2 separate regions of the Arachis hypogaea genome follow, and region 2 is linked to region 1. Evidence: chromatin contacts called from public Hi-C data. All regions are on one chromosome and are shown on one strand. The core of a region is the stretch at or near the end of the contact, and the rest is flanking DNA. Distances in the headings are between cores, read along the strand shown.

Evidence for each region. Hi-C and Micro-C count contacts between places; a contact is called where the count stands out from the background.
Region 2: a Hi-C map of an unstated tissue shows a contact between it and region 1, with 5 times the contacts expected there. The contact joins the promoter of LOC112741871 here to the promoter of LOC112741870 in region 1. A contact is called at or near these places in 2 of 8 Hi-C or Micro-C datasets (leaf and an unstated tissue).

What each region holds. Positions count from the first base shown.
Region 1 is chr14:27,444,485-27,449,854 of arahy.Tifrunner.gnm2.J5K5, reverse strand. LOC112741870 (pumilio homolog 6, chloroplastic) reads left to right here and starts at 2,152. Exons shown (of 10, transcript XM_025791035.2): 1 at 2,152-2,587; 2 at 3,696-4,389; 3 at 4,628-5,370. The coding sequence starts at 3,757.
Region 2 is chr14:27,721,996-27,727,365 of arahy.Tifrunner.gnm2.J5K5, reverse strand. LOC112741871 (mitochondrial outer membrane import complex protein METAXIN) reads right to left here and starts at 2,490. Exons shown (of 6, transcript XM_025791037.3): 1 at 2,185-2,490; 2 at 1,543-1,880; 3 at 1,306-1,382; 4 at 1,111-1,171. The coding sequence starts at 2,344.

The DNA of each region.
Region 1 (5,370 bases), core at 903-3,402:
TAACGGATGCTATCGGATTTTACAATATAACTAATATGTAAGTTCACAGTGCATTCATCATGTGCATATGCGTGTATTGTTTAATTTTAGGTGTGTATTTGATTGTGATTCCCATAAATGTAACTATATGCTCATTATTTTTGTGTTGAATTTGTAGAAATGTTTATGTTTATCTCATGGACAAAAGTAACTAAGGTTGAGGTGATGTTGGAGTTTTTTTAAAAAAATTTAGCCAGAGATTTTGCATTAAAGAATTCAAGTGACAATATGTTAAGTGGATTTGATAAATTCTTAGATGAGTATAATATTTGGGATGAGAAGTTACGATTATTTACAAATTTATATTTCCTTGTATAGTTTTATTCATTTTCTTTAGCCAGCCTCGTTGATGGGAGGAGCCAAGCTTGGTGAAAGAGAAAAGGAGGAAAGCAGAGAAGAAAGAGAAGGGGGTCTTACTCCTTTTTAAACTAAGGAGCAAACTGAGCCAAATACACTGACTTCAGAAAACAATACTCTTATTTGATTTATGCTAATTTGAGATCTATGATTATTGTCAAACTCTCGAGTTAACTCGTAAACTCGTATGAGTTTACGAGTTTAGATATGGAATCGAGTTGACTCGGGCATAGACTCTATCTTGAGTAAACTCGGCTAGACTCGGCTAAACTCGGCCAAACTCGGACAAACTCGTGAGTCTAGGACCGAGTTAGCGAGTTTGTGTTTTTTTTCATTTTTCCTAAAAAAAGCGTCATTTTGAAACTAAAAAAACACTTTTTTTTATTTGTATTACGATAACACTCGCAAAGAATAAAAGAAAACTCACTCACAACTCACTCATCTGCGTCGTTTCTCTCAAGTCTCACTTTCTCCATGTTCTGCCGTAGTCGCCGTTCCCCGTCGAGCTTCCATTGTTCGCCTGTGTCTGCTACCTCTGCTCTGATTTGCGCCATTGTCTTTGTGAATTTTACCTGTGTTGCCCTCTGCTTTGTATTTCTTCACATCTCCACTATTCGCAACTCCATCGTGCTATCACTGTTCAACTCCCTCTGCTTTGTCCATGACTATTTGTCGCCGTTGTTTCGTGCTGTTGCTGCACCCTCACCACCGCTGCCTGCTGCACCCTTGTCTTCGATCTGCTATTGCTGGGACTTTTCCCCTTCTTTTCTTCTGTATCCTCTATTTTTTGAATGCCTTTTGCCTTTCTTTGAGCCTTTGCTTCTTGATTTAGTTTTTTTTTTTTTTTTTACTTTTTAAATTTTATTGCTTCTAATTTTAGCCTATTGCTTATCGTTTATGTTAGATGGCCAGATGGTTCATCCATTCATGGCTGATTAGTAATTAATTATTTTGATTAGAGTTAATTTAATTATTTAATATTATTCAATGTTCAATTAAAGATTTAGTATTACAGATTTAGAATTTTTAATTTTGTGTGTTCTATGTTGTACTTGTATAAGAATAATTATAGAGGATTTGAATGTGTATTTTAAAGTATTTGTTATAATGTATGCTATTATTTTAATTTATTATGTGCTTTAAGATTGATATTATTAATTTTGAATGGTTAGAATTGAGTAAATATACATTATATATGACATATATAAACTTCATAACAGGTGAACTCGTACGAGTCTACGAATTAACTCGCGAGTCGAATCTAGGTCAGCTCCACGAGTTTACTTATACTCGCGGATTTGACAACCTTAGATCTATCTATATGATCTTTTTGTATACTAGAACTCAAGAGTTATTTATATAATTGCATACAATATTACATTGGAATATCCATGTATTTTAAGTATAATTGTCTCTGTCTTATTAATGATGATTTTGAGATATTAATATTTTTATTTTTCATTCACTTGTGTGATAAATTTTAATACTTATTTAGACAGATAAATAAATTAATTATTCGATTAATTTAAATTAATTTGAGAAACTGAAATAATATTCTTACATAAGTTGAAATTTGTTTTAAACACTAAAAATAAAATTGAATTAATTTTTGGAAATTTATTAGAAACGGCCAACTTGTATACTGTATGAATAAAGATTAGTCTTTGAATGGAAAAATTGAAACAAAAAAAAGGGGAAACGTGTACTCTTAATGGTATGCGTATTATTATTTTGGCCACTTACCTACTTTGTCCCATTCTGCCTCAATTCACAAACGAGGATTCAATTAACCAAAGAACCTTATGTCCAGAATAAACGCTTTCTTTTTTTTTTTTTTTTTTTTTGAGTAACCCCTAAATTCATTCCTTTTTATCCATTTGCAGACGCAGTCTTTTAAAAATAACAATCAATACAATCCGTTTCTCTCTCTTTCCATTTCAACAACACACTGCACCTATTTGACCCCAAAAACTAACCCATCAATTTTTTTTTCTTTTTTCTTCTGTTTTCAATTTTGCAGAGAAAGAGAGCGACTCGAAGCAAAACGCACCCATCAGTACCCGCTTTCTCTCTCTATCCCCGCTCTCTCTCTCTCTCTCTCTCTCTCTCTCTCTCTCTCTCTCTCAAGAATCTAGGGTTTTGGAATAGTGAATCTTCACTCTGAGGAGAATCTTCGCTATCCTCCTCTAAGGTTGTGTCGTTTTCTTCGTGCTTCAACTTCTCCCTTTTGATTATCATGTTAGTTCTTCTCTATCTCTGCATATGTGCATGAATAATTTTCTCATGAACTTCTTGCTTTCCTTTTTATTCATGGGTTTCTGATATGTGTGAATTAGTGATATTGGGTGCTTCATGTTTTGGTTCTGATTATTATGATGTTTGTTTGTGATCGTGATCTTTAGTCCTAAGTGCAAAGTTGGGGCTTCTTTTCCCCCCTTTCTTCTTTCTTCACCTATTTGGTCAATGAGAAGATGATAGGGGTGAGAAAGTAGTTTGACCAGTGAATTTGGCTTGTTAGTTATTTTTGTTTTTTAATTGGTGGAAACATGGTGATGAGTGAATTCTTTTCTGTGGTAACAAACAAATGTTTTGTTTTATGTTTTTCCTTTTTCTTTTCAATCTGGAAAGAAAATTGAAGTCTTTTGATTGTTCCTTCAGGCATTCCTGAAATGGAGGGATGATTTCTGCACATGCTGCTGCTTAGTGTTTATACCCTTTCTACAAGGTTTGACTGACTTGGTTTCTTCATAGAGTGCAATTGGTTCAGATTCTTCTATTTTACTTATGGGCTACTGAATTTGATATCTTTTTCTTCTTTTTTAACCCTTTTGAAAATTTATGATATCGTGGTTTTCCTGTTTTCCATCTTGTGCTGTGCATGTGATTTTATTGGAAAATGGATGGGTAGGAGTTTGTAACTTATAATTTTACTTGAAATGGTTGTTGTCAACGAAAGGTGGGTGGATATGTATGCCTGAGTAAAATTTGAGCCTCCAATTTAGTGTGATATTAGTGGCTTTACATTTCCGTTTTGGATTTGCAATGAATTTAACAAACACAACATCAGCATCATTTAACATTATGTAGTTTCGCATGTGGTTAGTAATCCTGCCAATTTGTCTGAAGTGTCCGATTAATTCCATTTGTCACTACTCACTGTAAATTATGGATTGAGTGTATTGTTTTCGATGCTGTTAGTTTACTTTTCTTCTCTGATACAGTAATATTAATACTAAAAGGTTTAATTCCTGTTTGAAGTTGTTTATGCTGACCTTACAATTTTGGGTTGTGTCCTTTAGGAGGCAATGTAATATTATGGTCTCCATTTCAATAAAAGGGGCAAAGTAATCTTGCAGTACTATGGCAACCGAAAGTCCAATTAGAATTTCAGAAGCTGGGGGTAAGTGGCCCTCTCTTAAGGAGGGTTCTACTTTTGGTTCACCAGCTCGTAACATGGCAACAGAAGATTTAGGTATACTTGTACAGGGGCATAGATTCCATGGTAGTGGAAGGGATATGGCACCCAATCGCAGTGGAAGTGCTCCTCCCAGTATGGAAGGCTCATTTCTTGCTATAGAAAACTTGTTATCCCAACAGAACACCACTCAGAATGCAAGCTTGGCAACTTTGAGCAGAGCTATGCAAAAATATGACTCTGAGGAACAATTACGAGCCGATCCAGCTTATTTGGCATATTACAATTCCAATGTCAACCTAAACCCTAGGCTTCCTCCTCCTCTTATCTCTCGGGAAAATCGCCATCATATTAGCAATTTTAGGAATAATTGGGGATTTTCTTCTGCAGATGATAGCAGTAAAATTTCTTTTCATTTACCACAAGGAACTCTTGCAACGCATAGGGAGGAGTCTGAGGATGATTCACCGCAGCAGCCATATGATAATGAGCTAGTTAAGACAGATGGTCTATGGAGTAGACCAGATGCATCAGCATCATTACCGTCACAGTGCAAAAATATAGTTGACTCAATTCAGGTGGTTACTATTATATCAACTTCTAAATTGTCTGAAATCTATTCAGTTGTGTGTGTTACAGTTCCATGTGCTTTTGCTAGATCCTTTTCACCTTTTGCTTGCTTCCTTTAGTACTAATCCCACAGTTTTACTGTTGTTTATTACTATTATTATTTTTAAATCTTGACTCTTGGTTGCCTCCAAAATAATATTGAGATTTATGGAAGCATAATTTTTTGTTCCAAATTCAAACTTTCAGGAAGATTTCCCCCATACCATGTTACCTGTATATAGTAATTCTCATTCTGTCAGTCGTTGTGGACTGGCGGATGAACCAATTGACTTGGATGCTGTCTCCAGTTCTTCTCGTGATCCTCCTGTCCCTTCAGTCGAGGTTGGTAAACCCATTGTAGGTGCGGACGATATGAGGATGTCATCAAGTGCTGGTACCAACGCTCCTCTTGCAAGCTCATCATCTCTTGAATCCACTGGTAGCATGGGTATTAGTGACTTAGATGTTTCAATTGTGGAGTCTCAATTGAAGGCTTTAAGTGTATCTAATCTATCAAATTCAGAAAGCCCGAGTTATGAAGAAAAATGGAAGACTGATTACCAGAATAATTTAATGCAACAACAGATGTTCCAGCAACAAAACAATCCATGTGAAGTTCCCAATGCCAACTCTCAGAATGTGAATTCAGCCTACATTGTTAGAGAGCAGTTTCCTCATAATGCTAGCAAGTTCTCCTCTGATGTCCAGCCACTACTGCAGTCATCTGGGTTTACACCTCCACTATATGCCACAGCAGCAGCAGCTTACATGACTTCACCAAATCCGTTCTACACTAATTTGCAGGCCTCAGGCATGTATACTCCACAATATGTTGGTGGATACACTATAAATCCCTCAGTTGTTCCTTCATATATTCCTGCATACCCTCCTCATGGTGCTGTACCATATATTGTTGATGGGGCTACTAGTTCCAGTTATACCCCAATGAC
Region 2 (5,370 bases), core at 1,241-3,740, 280 kb before region 1:
CTATATACTCCTTCAATTTCAAAATATCAGTCCGAAAATAAAAAATAATAAATAAATTGATGCCTCAGAATAATTGTCTGTTTTAAAATATCAAGATTAATTAATTTTTCCAATAACACCCTTAATTTGATTGTGACAATTGAATAAGCAATGTTTTGTAGTTGAAAACTGAGCTAAACATTGCAAAATAAGATGCATGACTGAAATATTCAAGAATGTAACACACAGTAAGCAGGATAGAAGAAGACATGCTTCAAGATTCAGGCATTATTTGAGATTGCAGTTTTCTATCAAACTTAAGAAAATTTATATATTTTCAGTAGACTAGCAACAAGAATATGACAATAAATTATTTATCATAGGGATTGTTGGGCAGTAAAGTATTATGAATGCAACAGTAAGATACAGGTATAGTCCAATTAAAGAAAGTTGGAAAGGAGAAAACAAGAGAAAATACATTATTCCAAGTTCCAACTGAACTTTTATAAAATTATTTGGTTTCTGATAATAATGCTGTTTAATACATGCAGCCAAGTCGCAACAGGACGGTCAAGATTTTCTTGTCTCTATGATATTGGAAATCATCAAATAAACACAATAATATATCTGTTTGCTACATTGTGAAATAAAATCGCCAAACTTATACTAGACAAAATATACTGAAAGAAATACCCTGCTAAATTTTAAAAGTATCTTTCACTGTTATTAATAAAACACTACTAGTGAAATTTACTTCTTTGTTCAATAGCCAGCCAAAAAGAAAATTTACTCATATTCTGAATAAAAGTCTCTGCAGTCATAAAACTCAGCAACCAGAGTATATTGTGTACATAGACAGTAATGCCGCAATCAAATTTCCCTAGAACTTTTGAACTCGAGTAGGTACCCACCTTCCGACATTAGTTTTCTGGACGTTTGCTAAAATTTAAATTACTTTACTAAGTTTGATTATGTGATTGGCCATAGTTTTCCCTCTTATACCTCTGTCGTGATTGTTCATTGATTTTTTATCGATCAGTATAACCCAAGTTTCCATTAGTGTCATGTGCATCCACAGTTGTCTTTTGACAAATATAAAAAAGGCATGGTATAAGTGATAATATAACTCACGGGCAAAGCATGAAGAACGACTAATGCATGTGAAAGAAAAATAGCATCCATGCTTGATGACCTGCATATACAGAATAAAACATATTTAGAGGTTATCAAAAATCAAAACTTCCTCTCAAATAAGAAACCAAAATCTCACCATATATTGCACCAAGAAAGATAATTACATATATATAACACAGCCAGAGGAGTCACCTGTTTTGAAATAAGTAGTTCTCATCCCCTAACCACATTGACAAAGCATCATATGCAGAGTTAGCTCTCCCATAAATCTGTTGATCAACAACAGCTGCATTTGAATACAAAAATCTAAGGGAAAGCGTATACTCTATGTCGCACAAATACAAAAGCGAGTATTGCATATGACACATAAATATGCAACTTTATGACAAAGATTGGACTCGAATTTAAGAAGTTTAAGGTGAAACTGACCTCTTCCTCCTTCACCTCACCATTGTCTTTAGTTATGCCATGTTTCTGCTTCACCCAATGAGCTTTCTTCCAAAACAAGACCTTCCCAATAGGCCATGGAAGATCGAAGTAATAGATGCTATAAGCAGACGAACTATCACACCCCACCCAAAGCTCGTACTCGAGCGCATCGGCAAGCCAAGTTGTGAGCATCACCTTGGTTGGTATCCACTCTGGCAGTGATGAAACACCATCATCCAAATCACCAACTCCTTCCTCCTTCTTTAAGCCCTCAATGATCCCATCCTTCACATCATTGTATACCACAGAATCACCAGCCTCAAAGTAAGGAATTTGTTCTAACCACCAATAAAACCACACAACAAAACAAACAGCAAACTCAAATTACCAAATTGCTACAGAAAGAACAGAAACACAAACAAAAGATAAGAAATTTATCAAATGGGTATGAATGAGTGACACCCCCAAGAGCCTCAAACAAAGTCAAATAGTTAAAAGTCCAAAACTTTGGAATAATACAAACAAAGGGTATATTCTATAATACTAATTTAACAATTCCTTTCTTCTATCTAACTTGAAACACAAATCTAAAATATCAAGCATGAAAAGAAAAAGACAAGAAGAAAAGAAGGGAATGGTTACCAGAATCAGGGTAGTTAAGGTGGAAGTCCAAGGTGAAGGGGAATTTGGAGAGCTTGAGATAGATGAAAGCTGACAAGCATTGTGGGCAACCTGTTGGGAGCCCAAAGCATGGTTTCCTCACAACAAGTGTGTGCCTTCTTCTCCTCTCACTGTCTTCCATTATCAACAACAACAGAAACGAGGTTAAGGTGGGGGGATTTTTCGTTGTTACGAGGATGCTATGCCTATGAGATGTAAATGGACGGGAACAAGAGAAACCGATACGAGTGATGAAGGTTCGTATTTGTGGCAGAATGGGCCACGCGGGCCTCATTCAATACCCGGTCTTTGTTGTTCCTCTTTGGGCCAATGCCAAATATGGAAGTTCACATACTATGTGTTTGGACTGAATCTCCAAATTGGTTTATCAAATTTACAAATTCTATCTTTTAGTTAGTCTTTTAAATTCAAAATTTATTATTTTTGTCTCCAAAATTCAGTTATAGATATCATATTGGTGTTTAGACTCCAAATCATTTTATCACTTATCATTTTTCAGAACAATCTTGGTTTTGCCTTGTTTAAGGGTAACAACAAAACAACATTATTTAGCCATGTGTCTAGCGCAGTAAATCAGAGCTATTTCAACATTTTATTTATTGACTCAATACCAAAAAAGATTGAAAGATCATTATAGTACCTGGATTTAAATTTCAGATACTAATATAATAAATTTTAAATCTAAAAGATTAAAATAATAAAAATTATAAATCTCATGTACCACTATGAGAATTTAGTCGCGTGTTTATATTAACATTTGTAAAAGAATGTTAGAGCAAATGTATGCAGAATTAATTTTAATTAAAATTAAATTGATAGTGTAATTTAAGCTTTAGATATTTTTTGTCAAACTCAATTTTGAGGAAATAAATATTTTTTGAGTTGTGATACATGCACACTAATTTCAGCCACCGTATTTAAATATGTATATAAGTACATAAATTTAAAAAATTGAAAACAAAGGCTGTTCTCACTCTTTACACGCGCTTAAACCTACCTCCTTTTTTCTCCTTCATTCACTCTTACTCTCAGGTGCGATTCTCCTTCCTCATTTTCACTCTTAAGCACGATTCTCCTTCCCTCTCTATCCGATGACACGATTCTCCTTCTCTCTCTCTGGCACGGCACGATTTTTCTTCGCTTTCTCTCTCTCAGGCGCAGTTGCGATTCTCCTTTCTTTCTCTCAGGCGCGGTGCTCTCTGTCGACTTGCTGCTCGCTGCCGCTGCAAGCTAAGTCACAGGTTTTCCCTCTCTGGTTCGTAACTTAGTTCAGAGTTTTAGTGTTCCTCTATTTTGAATTAGAAAAAATTCAAAAATGCTCAAATGGTACAAACAAAAGGGATAATATTAAAAGGCATTGAAACAATAATTTGAGTTCTAATGATACAAGTGGCGAGGATGAGAATGATTTTTGTGATAAAAAATCAAACATTGGTTCAAAGGTGCATCAGCTACTGATACAAGTCCTTGAGCTGATGCTATAGTAGCTGGTTAAAAACTTTTCTTATTGCAAGCTATCTGAGCAATGTGTTTTAGTATATTCTACTTTCTTCTCTTTATGTTTTTATAATTTGATTATTGCATGAGTTTGATTTTTAATTTGGATTCTTGAATTTGATTATTGCATATTCTACTTGATTTATTGTTTCTAACCACAATCTGTTTGGTAAAATATCAACGTGTTATCATCTCAATTTTAAAGTGCTTTTTATTTGATAAATTGTGGAAGCATCATCAACTAAATTTTATTTTTTAGTATTGAATTTTTTTTATCAATAATTGTTTGTTTTTGTGATCCTAAAATCATTTGGCAAGTTTGAATCTTCAATTATTGTTGCTTGTGTCTTGTGTTGAACATTTGTATTTGATTTGAGAGTTACCTTTTTTTTTGGGATTTGTCATGCCGAAGTGTTTTTTATAACAAGATTTTGCTCTATAATTTAGACGGTGTTTGAATATAGTTTGGTTATAACATTGAACTTTGATTTCTATTATTGAGTTTGATTATTACCATGAGCTTGTTTGATTATAACCGGATTTTGAATTATAATTTAAAGCGTGTTTGATTATTATCTAATTATAGTATATGAGTTAGCTTAATTATGATAAATGTTTCTTTCCGTCTTGTGAGTGAGGTTGAGGCCTCCACTGCTTTCGCTTTGCTCGTCTTTAGTTTGTGGTGGGGAGATGATCAAGCCTCAGAAGGGAAAAAGAAAAAGATCCTTTTTTTGTTGCAGATAACTTCTACAAAGACGTTGACTCAAAGTAGTAGCAACAGAAACTTCCAAACGTAAATACACCCAAGAAGACATCTTAACTAAAACGTTGTATATTATGAGAAGTTCAACATCACACTATTGAAGAGCTTAGGTGTTTATTGGGAGTTTTCATCATTATTTATACTTGATTCTTTTATCATATTCTATTTTTCGGTACCTAGGAAAGAGAATTATACAAAATTGATCATGTGTGTAACACATGTTGCCCTATCTCCCATTATCTTCTGTTTATCAAAGGATTTGTAAAGACTTATAGGCTTGTAGCTACTCTTGTGATGTATCAATCATTTGAATAGTTAATTCCCTTATGATATTTAATTTTTTCTATGACAGTTTCAATGTAATAAGATTTTGTACTATAATTTAGAGCATGTTTGATTATAATTTGATAATAGTATTAAATTTTGATTTCGATTTATTGAGTTTGACTATTACCATAAGCATGCTTAATGATAACCAGATTTTGTATTATGATTTAGAGCATGTTTAATTATATTTTGATTATAGTATGAGCTTGAACTTTAATTTAAATGTTAAGTTTGATTATTATCTTGAGCACGTTTGATTATAACTGAACTTTGCAATATAATTTTGGAGTGTGTTTGATTATAATCTAATTATAGCATGAGTTTAAACTTTGATTTGGACGATTCTTGAGTTTGGTTATTACTTTAAATATGTTTGATTATAATCGAATTTTGTAATATGATTTAAAAAGAGTTTGATTATAATATAATTAAAGCATGAATTTAAACTTTGATTTGAATTCTCAAGTTTTATTATAATTGAATTATAGTTAAAATAAATGATGATTAAGACTCGGGACACATTCACTTTTCAACACAAAAACTAAAAGAAAACAAAAAGT